Regions from separate parts of the Rattus norvegicus genome. Here region 2 is linked to region 1. A link is a contact called in public Hi-C data. All regions are on one chromosome and are shown on one strand. Each heading gives the region's core, a stretch centred on a gene start, on an enhancer-like site or on the middle of the called end of the contact. The rest is flanking DNA. Distances are from core to core; before and after follow the strand shown.

Evidence for each region. Hi-C and Micro-C count contacts between places; a contact is called where the count stands out from the background.
Region 2: a contact with region 1 is called in a Hi-C map of mammary epithelial cells, with 2.1 times the contacts expected there. The contact joins the promoter of Rtcb here to the promoter of Timp3 in region 1. A contact is called at or near these places in 6 of 12 Hi-C or Micro-C datasets (the A7r5 cell line, Schwann cells, frontal cortex and 3 more).

What each region holds. Positions count from the first base shown.
Region 1 is chr7:19,457,367-19,462,793 of GRCr8, reverse strand. It overlaps Timp3 (TIMP metallopeptidase inhibitor 3), which reads left to right and starts at 3,236. Exons shown (of 5, transcript NM_012886.3): 1 at 3,236-3,655. The coding sequence starts at 3,535. All of the region lies in intron 6 of Syn3 (synapsin III), which reads right to left.
Region 2 is chr7:19,791,625-19,797,017 of GRCr8, reverse strand. Rtcb (RNA 2',3'-cyclic phosphate and 5'-OH ligase) reads right to left here and starts at 1,625. Exons shown (of 12, transcript NM_207614.2): 1 at 1,415-1,625. The coding sequence starts at 1,507. Bpifc (BPI fold containing family C) reads right to left here. Exons shown (of 16, transcript NM_001106773.1): 16 at 3,384-4,137. The coding sequence ends at 4,015.

The sequences.
Region 1 (5,427 bases), core at 1,987-4,486:
ACGGAACTATAAAATGCTGGTCAGCTCAGAGGATCTATTAGTGTAGCCAAGAACTGTTAGGCAATGCACATAGGTCTCTGTGGGCCAGCTATGGAACGTGGAACTACATTTATTATATGCCGTGGCCTGGAAGACTTAGGCCTGCGGATGTGAGGCAGATGGAAGCTAAGGAACCAGGGTTCACAACATGAACTCTGCTTTGCCTCTAGCGAGTGTGGGACACTGTGCCGGTTCTTTCTTCTGAACCTTATTTTTCTCCTGCTGAGTATGAACACCAACAGTCTTAGAGCAACTTTGTATCTTCTTGAGATGCCTAAGTAAATACCTCCCTGCAGATCTACCCTCTGAAATTCGATACATAGTAAGTGAACAAACTCTGACCTTCCCTAGAAAAGTTGCATCAGAGGGACTAGGTGAGCCGTGTATGTTTGAGGACAAGCCCGGTGTTGGCCGAAGCCTCTTCAGCTTGCCCCAGTTCTATAAATTTGCCATTGTTCTCAGTTATCAGAAGAGAACAGCAAAGCTAGCATCCTCATTCTTACCCAAGCTCCAGGGCCACTCAATCTCGCTCACTAAGTGGACTAGCAGAAGCAACCCTTACGTATTAGTCCAGTGGACAACCTAATGTCCAGATGGATGGCTGTAAGGTCTACCTGCTGGAGGGACCTACATGAGGACTCAAGGAGCACTGTCTTCTCTTTCTTGGGTCAGGACTAAGTTGATCTTGCAGAGGTGAGCAGAGAAGAGCATCTCGGCCTAGGCAGAAGAGAAGACTCCTGGCCAGAATGCTGTGTGTTCCCTGAAGCCCTCAAATTCTGGGCAAGCCAACATGGGAGAATCAAGGGGGGAAATAAACCTAAACTAGCACCTTTGAGGAAAGAAAATAATCAGAAGACACCCAGAGTTTTCATAAGGAAGTAGATGCCAGAACTAGACACACTTCAGATGTCCTCTCTGAGGAATCGGCTCTGTGACACGTAACAGAAAGTAGCTGCCTGGCACTTGTCTTGCATTCCAGAAAGGCTCTCTCTTGGAGGAAAAACAAATGGCACTTTGGACAAAATGGTCTCTCAATAGGAAAGCAGAGAGAGGCCTGTAGCCTGTAAGATATTTAACCCAAGGGGATTTGTCTGCAAACCCTTCTAAAGTCTTCCACATGACTGGCACGGTGCAAGGTTCAGCGAATCTCTCAAATTCCACCAACTATGTCCTCATTCAACCTAGTTCCTCAGCGTGGCCCCATCGTGCCCATGGCTCCAACCTCAAGTGACTGCCGGGGTATTATCCACACTCAAGTTTCTTGGGACTTTCCTAAGGCTAAAAAAGTAGTACTGGCCTCATCTGAGGCTTCAGCGTGTCAGGAAAGAAACAATATAACCATATTCCAGGAGATGGGGCTAGAAATGCAGTGAGGAGATCAAGGTACCCTGGAACAGAATTAAGGAGGGGAGGGGCCTCAAAGCCTAGCGGGACAAGACAGAAAGATGTGGGAGCTAGGCTCTCTTTTGTATAGCTAGAATACTTGGGTGGGAGATTCTTGGAAGCATTTGGCAGGCTGAGGCAGGGGGATTGAGAGTTCAAGGTCAGCCTGGACTACATAATGAGATCTGTCTCAAAATAACAGCGGTACCAACAGAAACAAAAGACACAAAACAATCTAAACAAGGGCAGTGCAGTCAGAAATAATGTTACCATGTTGCTCTCTGCTTCTGCATTAGAGAGTCTCTCTCTTGGGGATAATCTAAGGGGTTCCCTTGGATTTTCCTAATTTTTACAAGTTTTCAGCATTCTGCAGCTAAAATACAGGTCTCCTTTGAAATCAGCTGAGGTGTAAGGTGGCAGAGAGGGGAGAGAGATTATTATAAAAGTAATGTTGGTTAGAGGCAGCTGCAAGGATGGTGGGAGCATCCCCTTCCTGGGCCTGTTTCTTCAGCTGGAAGGTACACAGGACACCTGTCCTAGCTTTCCCTAACTAGAAGGAATCTGCAAATACGAGATGGAGTATGGAATCCTGCTTTTCAAAACAGATAGCATAGGGAGATGGAGTATGGAATCCTGCTTTTCAAAACAGATAGCATAGGCCAGGTGTGGTGCTGCACATCTCTAACTCCCTTAGAAGCCTGACACAGGATGATCTTGAGTTCAAGGTCAGCCTGGGCTGTGTCAGCAAGACTGTGTCTCAAAAAGGTAGAACAAAGTGTGAGTACACACCCATGCCCTCGCCCACTCCCATCCCCCCCCCAACCCGTGAAGATGTTACTTAAAATGGCTTGGTTGATAACATTCCTAATTTTACTGTTAGTCGTCTCTGATCTTGGATCTGGATCTACTTCACTTTTGGACTGCCTTACCTCAGGAAGTTCCTTACTGAAGGAGGAATTGCTGTCTGTCACCAGTGAGACCAGCTATCCTACTCCCCCTTTTCCCCTATATTCTGTCCTTCAAAGAAGACCCAGGCCTTTGCACTTGATGTTCTTGCATGATGTCACTCCTTTTACTGTCCCACAGAAAGCAACACCCTCTTAGTCATTCTAACCTAGGTCTACAACTATTCTAGTTTCCTCATCGTACTAGCACAGTCATCCTGATTGCAAGGGCTTGCTTGGCGTCCAGAACAGTGTTTGTTGAATAATTCCACAGATAAATTTACCCCCAGTGACAATTACCATAGCGGTCCCACAAAGGCAGAGGTGTATGTGTTGGGGGTGGGGAGGTGGGTAAAACGGATGCCATCTGCTCAAGGGTTTCCTCTTACTCCCTGCTCTCTCTCTCTCTCTAGGAAAGATAAGAAGGGGAAATTTTCTTTGAGGCTTCCCTCTTGACTTTTTCAGGAGGCCTGATCAAGACTTCAGGGCGCGGGCCACCTAGGGCCCTTGAAAGGGTTGTGCAGGCAGGCTGGGTGGCTGGGATTGGATCCTTGTTTGGGTCGAAAGCGCAAAGAGGGCCGGTGGGCGTAGGGTGAAGGGGCCGTGGGACGCCGCTGCAGCGCATACTGGCCCAGGACGCGCCCAGCCCACCCACTCGCGTGCCCACAACTGCATTATTCCCTAAAAGGATCTGAACGGTCCGGGCCGGCTCCGCCCTGTCGCCCCGCGCCCCCCGGCCCCGCCCCCTTTTTGGAGGGCCGATGAGGTAATGCGGCGCTGCCATTGGTCAGAGGGGGCGGACCCCGCGCTCCCGAGGGGCTGGGTCCCCTCGCGCCCCTATATCACTCTGCAGCCCTGGACTCTTGCTCACAGTGGGCAGCGGGCAGCCGCCAGCGCCAAGGAGCTTCTTCTCTTGCTTCTCCGCTTCCCGATCCTTCTCCCGGAGGCCACTCACTGGCTCCGCGGACTCGTGCGCCAGACACCCTTGGCCACTTGGTCACATCCCGCCGGGCTACTTGGAAGGCACTTCCCCGGAGCTCAAAGTTGCCCACCGTGCACAGTGCACGGTTAAACCCGGCGAGTGAGCTCGGACTGCAGCACCGGCGCTAGCGCTCGGCAACTTTGAGGAAAAGAGCGGCAGTCCCCGCAGCGGACCACAGCAGCTACCATGACTCCCTGGCTTGGGCTTGTCCTGCTCCTGAGCTGCTGGAGCCTTGGGCACTGGGGAACGGAAGCGTGCACATGCTCGCCCAGCCATCCCCAGGATGCCTTCTGCAACTCCGACATCGGTAAGCGCTCTGGGAGGCCCCGGAGCAAGTTGCACGCCGCAGCGGGAGACTCAGTTTCCCTGGGCGGGGACTCTATGTACAGAAATGCCTTGCAGACGGAACCCAACCGGTGGCCTAGTGATGGTCTCTGGCGGGCGGGCGGGCGTGAACTAGGTCCCTGCTTGACATCTAGAAATTTTCTCCATTGGCTTGAAAGGAAAAAGAGTTGGAGGAGGAGGGTGAGAGAAGGTTCTGAAAAGTTGGAACTCCAACTGAAGTTCTGGGACCTCGAGTACGCTTTTCAAGTTGCTCGATTGTGCGGGTGGAGTTGCGAGAGAAAACTAGCGTTTAGAGATTGCTTATCTCCTGCGCCCTTGAACTTCGTTCTTTTCCTTGAGATCCAACCCAGCCTAGCTGCAGGCTCTCCCAGCAAGTGCTAATGGAGCTTCTGGCCTGCCAATGCCAAGTTTGGGTGGCTGGAACTGGGGGAGGGGGAGATGAAAAAAAAAAAAAGAGAGAAGAAAACTGTGGGGTTGCCCTCCTCCCTGGGAGTACTGTTGATAGTTGGCCTGAGGTGACTGTGGGGGAATCACTTACCATACAGCTGTGAAAATTCACAGGAAGTTTTTTTTCTTTCCCTGAATGTATGTGAGGAGGGAGAGCTTAAGGAGAAAGCAGATTTGTCACCCAAAGAGCAAAGATGCCCAAGGTCTCATCACTTGAGGTGATGGGCTCAAAGAGACTGTGCTGGTTAGAGAGACTTGATAAGAAGTGGAACCCACAGTCCGGAGTGCCTGAGGAGTGTTGGAGGAATTAGTGTTTGGAGGGCCCCAGGAGGAGCAGAAGCTGGAAACTCTGTTCTCCAGCTCTTAAAGCTCTCGGGTCCAATGTCCCTGCTGTGTGTTTGCTGGGCAGGGGCGGGGGACACGAGGCCGCACTTGGCCAGTGTGGATTCAGTAAAGAATGGAGTGTGTGTGTTTTAAGTTTAGTCATAAAGGAGAAGGAAATTTTCCACTGGGTCTTGAGTGAGGGATTCTACTCTGCAAGTGTGTTGTGACGAGGAGGGGGAGGGGTGGCGACCTGGCAGGAGAGAAAACCGTGGTTGGAGAGGCACTGCTGGTGGGTCAGGCCAGCCTAGGGGGAAATCTGGGAGGTGGCTGTGGTGGTCAGGTCAGTCCACTTGGCAGCCCCAGGGTGTTTGTGTGACCTGCGGTCACCCCTCTTGGAGGTTTCCTAGAACCCGAGGACACCCACCCTTTCCTGTCCCTGGGGCAGAACCCCTGGCTTTAAGGGTTGCTTGGAAGCGTCCTTTTTTGGATTGCTGGAGGGCTGGGAAAGTTTTCTCCCTTCTCCCCTGAGTGCCCCCACCCAGATTCCTCTTGGCTTTTCCTCTCAGCAGTCAGTGACTTTCTCCACTAGTTCGTGCTGTCTGGTTTTTGCTCAGCCTAGAGCGTAGTCCTGACCTGTGGGGGAGCAGGTGGAATCTGGGTGTGCAGACTAGGGCCCAAGTTCTTTTCAGCCGCACAATGGGTTGGGTGTGTTCAGTTTGGTTCCCTAGTGTGAGTAGGGAAGAGAGGGTTCTTCTCCTCTCTATCCTAGATGCCTTTCGGCTCTGAGGTGTCTACCTTGACAACATAAGCCAGGAGTGCTCTCCTGGAGTCAGCTGATTGCTTCTGTAAGGGTCCTACTGTTGGTCAGCACTGACCAAGTTTCTTGTCATTTCTATGGGTTTATTCAAGAAACAGCTTATTTTCTCCCTCTTAATACGCTTCCTAGAAAAAAAGTTAAATTAC
Region 2 (5,393 bases), core at 376-2,875, 340 kb before region 1:
CACATTGTCTGAACCCAAGTGTAGTGCTTCATTCTGCATGAAACTACCACATTACTCCCTTTAAGAGAAAAACTTACAACCATGAACTACAAAGATTTTAGAGCATTTTAGACCTGGGTTTAAATTGGAAATGTTCAACCAGTAAATTCTAATCAACTATCTCAAAATCAAAATAATTGCTCATAAAATTTCTGAGAAGATATATGTCTACCATGATTTTGCTATTATATAACTTACACATTATAAAAAAAACCACCATATATATTAATAAAACACCATATATATGGATATAATGTATAATTTTCATGTGTCACTTAAAAAATTAGCAAGTAACTCTACTAACCAACCTTCCCTTCTTCCACACAACAAAGGAAAATACTGTTTCACTGCTGTGGACTTTTCCTCCCTAGTACCTTGTAGAGTGGTGCAAAAGGAAGTTTTGTGTGTGTTTGTTTTTCGAGACAGGGTTTCTCTGTGTAACAAGTCCTGAATTCACTTTGCAGACCAGTCTGGACTCAAATTTAAGAGATCTGCCTACCTCTGCCTCCTGAGTGCTGGGATTAAAGACGTGTATTACCACTTTTGATAAAATTTTGTGCTTTGAGAGGGTGTCTTATTTAAAGTCACTTTAGCTGGCTTCATATAATAAACTGTCCTCTCACATAGGATCTTCCATTTCCCAGTCTCCAGGGATTATAGCCCCAAGCCACCAAGGGAAGCCTATCAGTAACTTAAAAGGGCTGCAAACCCTTACTGCATTCTCATGGCATTTAAGGGATTGAGTCACTTAACATGTGCCAAAACCTCCCAAGTGTTTTCGTCCTCTACTTTAACGGAACCCCTGAGTACAAACGATGGTGGAAACATCAGGCCCAGGGTTTCAGATCCTGGTCTCTCTCCCAAGTCTTCAGTGGAAACATATCATCCAGGCTGAGAAAATGAAGTGGGCTAGACAAGAGGTCAGGGTTGTCTTCCTTGATGGGTACAGAGAGGTCAGCCACCAACTGATCCTCGGGGATCCTTCTCGAAAAGCAAATTAAAAGCCTGAATCTTGCCGATGTGTCGTTACATTAAAAGCCAGTTAAGTTTGGAGAATGCCATCTGTAAACCTTTTCTAAATAACTACCATGACTCAAGAGGAACAGTTTCAGGTTAGCGGTGCCAACTTGGAAAAGTTCACAGAAATCTCGAAAGACCAGGAACACATCCTGTCTGATGGCGCGTGGGGAAAACACGCGTGAGCCCCCGCTGCAACTGTCCTCGTGTGTGGATCCCGTGCGTGGGGTCTGTGGGTCGGCTCTGAGGAGGGAGACGTGGAACCCTGCAGGGGTCGGCCCGCCCGGCGCTGGGCGGAGGAGACCGGTTCGCGGTGGAGTCGCGGCCTGCAGTTCCGAAGGCCACTGCCCCCACTCACCTGCATGTTGGGCACAAAGCCCTTCTTGATCCTCCAGCAGTTCTTATTGATCTTGTCCAAGAACTGTAGCTCATCGTTGTAGTTACGACTCATGGTGGCGGCGAGCTAGCGATACCTCCCGGCTACACGTAGAAAGAGAAACAGCCTCACTGTCCGCCGGCTCCACGCAGCGCCGCCTCTCAGTGCGCAGGCGCGACCGGCTCCGCCCCAGGAGGGAAGATGGCAGGCGCCGAGGCTCAAAACGCATCGCACGAGTCGTTTCCATCATGTTACAATGGGCTACACCACTAATCTTGGACTTTTGATCTCTCTCTCTCTCTCTCTCTCTCTCTCTCTCTCTCTCTCTCTCTCTCTCTCTCTCTCTCTCTCCCCCTCCCCCTCTCTTCTCTCTCCTATCTTTCTTTCCTTCTTTCCTCCCTTTCTTCCCTCCCTCCCTCCCTCCCCCCCTCTCTCTCCCTCCCCCCCTCTCTCTCCCTCCCTCCCCCTCTCTTCTCTCTCCTATCTTTCTTTCCTTCTTTCCTCCCTTTCTTCTCTCTCTCTCTCTCTCTCTCTCTCTCTCTCTCTCTCTCTCTCTCTCTCTCCTTTCCTTCTTCCCCCGCCCCTCCTTTCTCTCTCTCTCTTTTTTTTCTAAAGTAAGGTCTTAATAAGTTTTTGGTTTTGTTTTTAAAAGTAAGGTCTTAGAGTAAAGCTATTTAGCCTCGGTGAGCCTGGAACTCGCTATGTAGCCAGGTTGGTCCCGAATTCTCAGAGATACACTTGCGAATATCTCCTGACTACCGCCATTGAAGACATGCTGCTTGGGAATGTTTTTGAGCAGCTCCTGAAAACTCTTTACTCCAGATCAGGTCAACAACTATATAGAATGTGTAGTTTGGAGTTCATGCCCCCATTAGTGAAACAGCTGAGCAAGACAAAATACTAACGAACGACACATTTGACACCTGTAATGTATCAAGAATGAAATTGAGGATATACAACGAGCATTCTCCATTACAAAAAGAGCATCCCAAAGAAGCACATCATGACAGTGTATCATTTATTTCTACAAATGTTTATGAAGGGAATCTGCTCTGGCCATCGATGCCCTGCAAAGATGAGTGAACTCCAGTTGCTGGGGAATCGTTGTGTTTTGTAGCCCAGCTTTGTTTGGAGTGTGTCCTGTGAGGGTACTTTTAAACTCAATTGGCTCTTGCTCTTGGGGCAAGAGAGCTTGCAGTGATTTGCAGGATAGTCCTACCCTGTGAAGAACACCACAGTAACCATCAGGAAGATTCGGTTTCCACCCCTGCCATTACCACCTTTGTGTGATAAATTCCTCTGTTTTCACTTCCATGAAATGGGATCATAATTCTTTATAGAGTGGCTCTGAAGGCCACAGAAATGAAAGTGGAGGGGTAGCCAGACCAGGGTGTTAAGTACTTACACAGTTCTCTTCTATCCCCCAGTAGCCTAAGGAGTTAAACAAAGGGTGTGGCTTCTGTTCATTTTTTACATATCTATCTTGGCTGTCCCATCTCCTGTTCCTCAGTGCAGTCTCACCCTGCTGATTAATAACCAATGTCAACTGTGAACTGCCTAGGTTTAGAAAGCTGAACTACCATTTCATCCAATCTTTTTTTTAAAAAAGAATTATTTATTTATTGTATGTGGGTACACTGTTGCTGTCTTCAGACACACCAGAAGAGGGCATCAGACCCCATTATAGATGGTTGTGAGCCACCCTGTGGTGGCTGGGAATTGAACTCAGGACGTCTGGAAGAGCCGTCGGTGCTCTTAGCCAGTGAAACATCTCTCCAGCCCTCATTTCATCCAGTCTTTGAAAGGACACGTCCACAAAGGTAAACAAATGACAGAGGACGACCGTGGAAAGATTTAAGAGGCTCTCGGCTCCCTTTTAATATTGCTATTTGTAGAACTTCAGTCTTTGCCAAAGTTGGAAAGAGAATGAAGTCTTTTCCATTTTTTTTGTCATATTTTATTAAAATAAATTCAGGGCAGGAGCTTTCACACACAGGTACTGACATTGATAGAAAACAATTTTAATTAAGCACAGGACACAGGACAGTAATAGTAAACATAAAACACAAAGTCCAACGAAAGTAGAGAAGACAGTCTTACACACATACACACACACACACACACACACACACACACACACACGAGAGAGAGAGAGAGAGAGAGACAGACAGACAGACACACACACACACAGAGACAGACACACACAGAGACAGACAAACAGACACACAGAGAGACAGGCAGACAGACACACAGAGAAAGACAGACAGACACAGAGAGAGAGACAGACACACACACAGTTCCTTACCCACCTGGTCAGATCCACATGCCCCACTCTTTCCCACAAATGATAAACACAGGCACACAACGTGCTTACATATGCTCACATACATAGATTCCCACTCCCACTACCTTGTCCCTGTTCCGCACTTGAACTTAGTCGGCCTCACTTTAGGTCTCTTAGGGCTCCAGAAAGAGACTGTTTTCACAAGGGCTTTAATACCCAAGGTGCCTTCACTTTCCAGTTTACTGTTTCTGTGGGACTGAAGGCTGTTTACTTCCTGGGGTAGGTTGCGCACAGGCCGTCAGTGGATTGGCTGTTTTTTCCGTGGTCCATGTACCATGTTCAGATGCCCCCAGCTGTGGAGATTTGGCTGTTGCTTTGAGGATGTTTCATGTGCCACGTCAGTAGAAATCAGAAGGAAACCCTGAGAGGAATGCAGGATGAAGGCAATTTTTAAATTAAGGCCATATCTGGGTTTGCATGAGGGGAGGAAAGTTTCTTTGTCAGGCCCTAGAGCATCAAGCCGTTCTCAACCCCTGTGCCCTATGTGAGGGTCCCTGATGTAAGAAATCACCATTTAGATTACTGTCCCTAGATATGACTTAGGTAGTGGGGAGTGCAGAGGAGGAAGCCTGGGAGCTGTGAGGAAGTGTGCACCAGTGTGTAGGCAGGAGATGCTTTCTGAAACATATTTCCACTTTCCCAAACCACAACGACAAAACACAGAGAAGAAGGGGCAGCAGTCCCGTGAAGTTAGTTCATTAGAAGCTCCCAGGAAGCAGCTTTCAATAGGGAGCCTCCTGAGGATGGTCTTCAGGGGAAGGCCCTGAGATTCATTTGACCGAAAGGGTCAGAGAGCCAATTAGGTTCCTAGCTGTCATAGTTCCTGTGAAAAAATATTCCGCAGCCTCATGTGTTTAGAAACTTGGCCACCAGCTTGTGGCACTGTTTTGGAAAGTTTTGGAGCCCAGGCGGTGAAATTTTGCTGAAGGAAGCGGGCCGGTGGGTCATGTCTTCAGCCTTTATGGCTTGGTCTGTTTCCTGTACACTGCTTCCTGACTTCTAGGAAATGGAACCAATTATCTGATGTTTCTCTTACCACACCTTTCCCTGCTGTGGTAGACTATGTCCCTTTGAGCTATAAGGAAAAAAAAACCCACCCCAAACCAAAAAACAACCACCAAACCAACCAACCAACCAACTACTACCACCACCACCACCACCACCACCACCACCACCACCACCACCACCACCATGACAACAAACACTTTTCTTTTTTTTTTCTTTTTTTTTTTTTTCGGAGCTGGGGCCCGAACCCAGGGCCTTGTGCTTGCTAGGCAAGCGCTCTACCATTGGCAAATCCCCAACCCTAACAAATGCTTTATCTCCCAAGTTCTAAGCTGTATTCTGTCAGGCATTTGGTCACTGCTACAAAAGAAATGCCTAATACACCACCCATTTTCCTTTCTACCCAAGACACTATATATACACTTCTTTGAGTCTACTTTCTTTATTCATAAAATGAGATTCATAATCTCAACCTTACAGCTTGTCTGGTGAAATAAAAACACTTTTTTTTTTTTTTTTTTGGTTCTTTTTTTTCGGAGCTGGGGACCGAACCCAGGGCCTTGCGCTTCCTAGGTTAAAAACACTTTTTAAACTGCTTTCGTTATTCTGAGG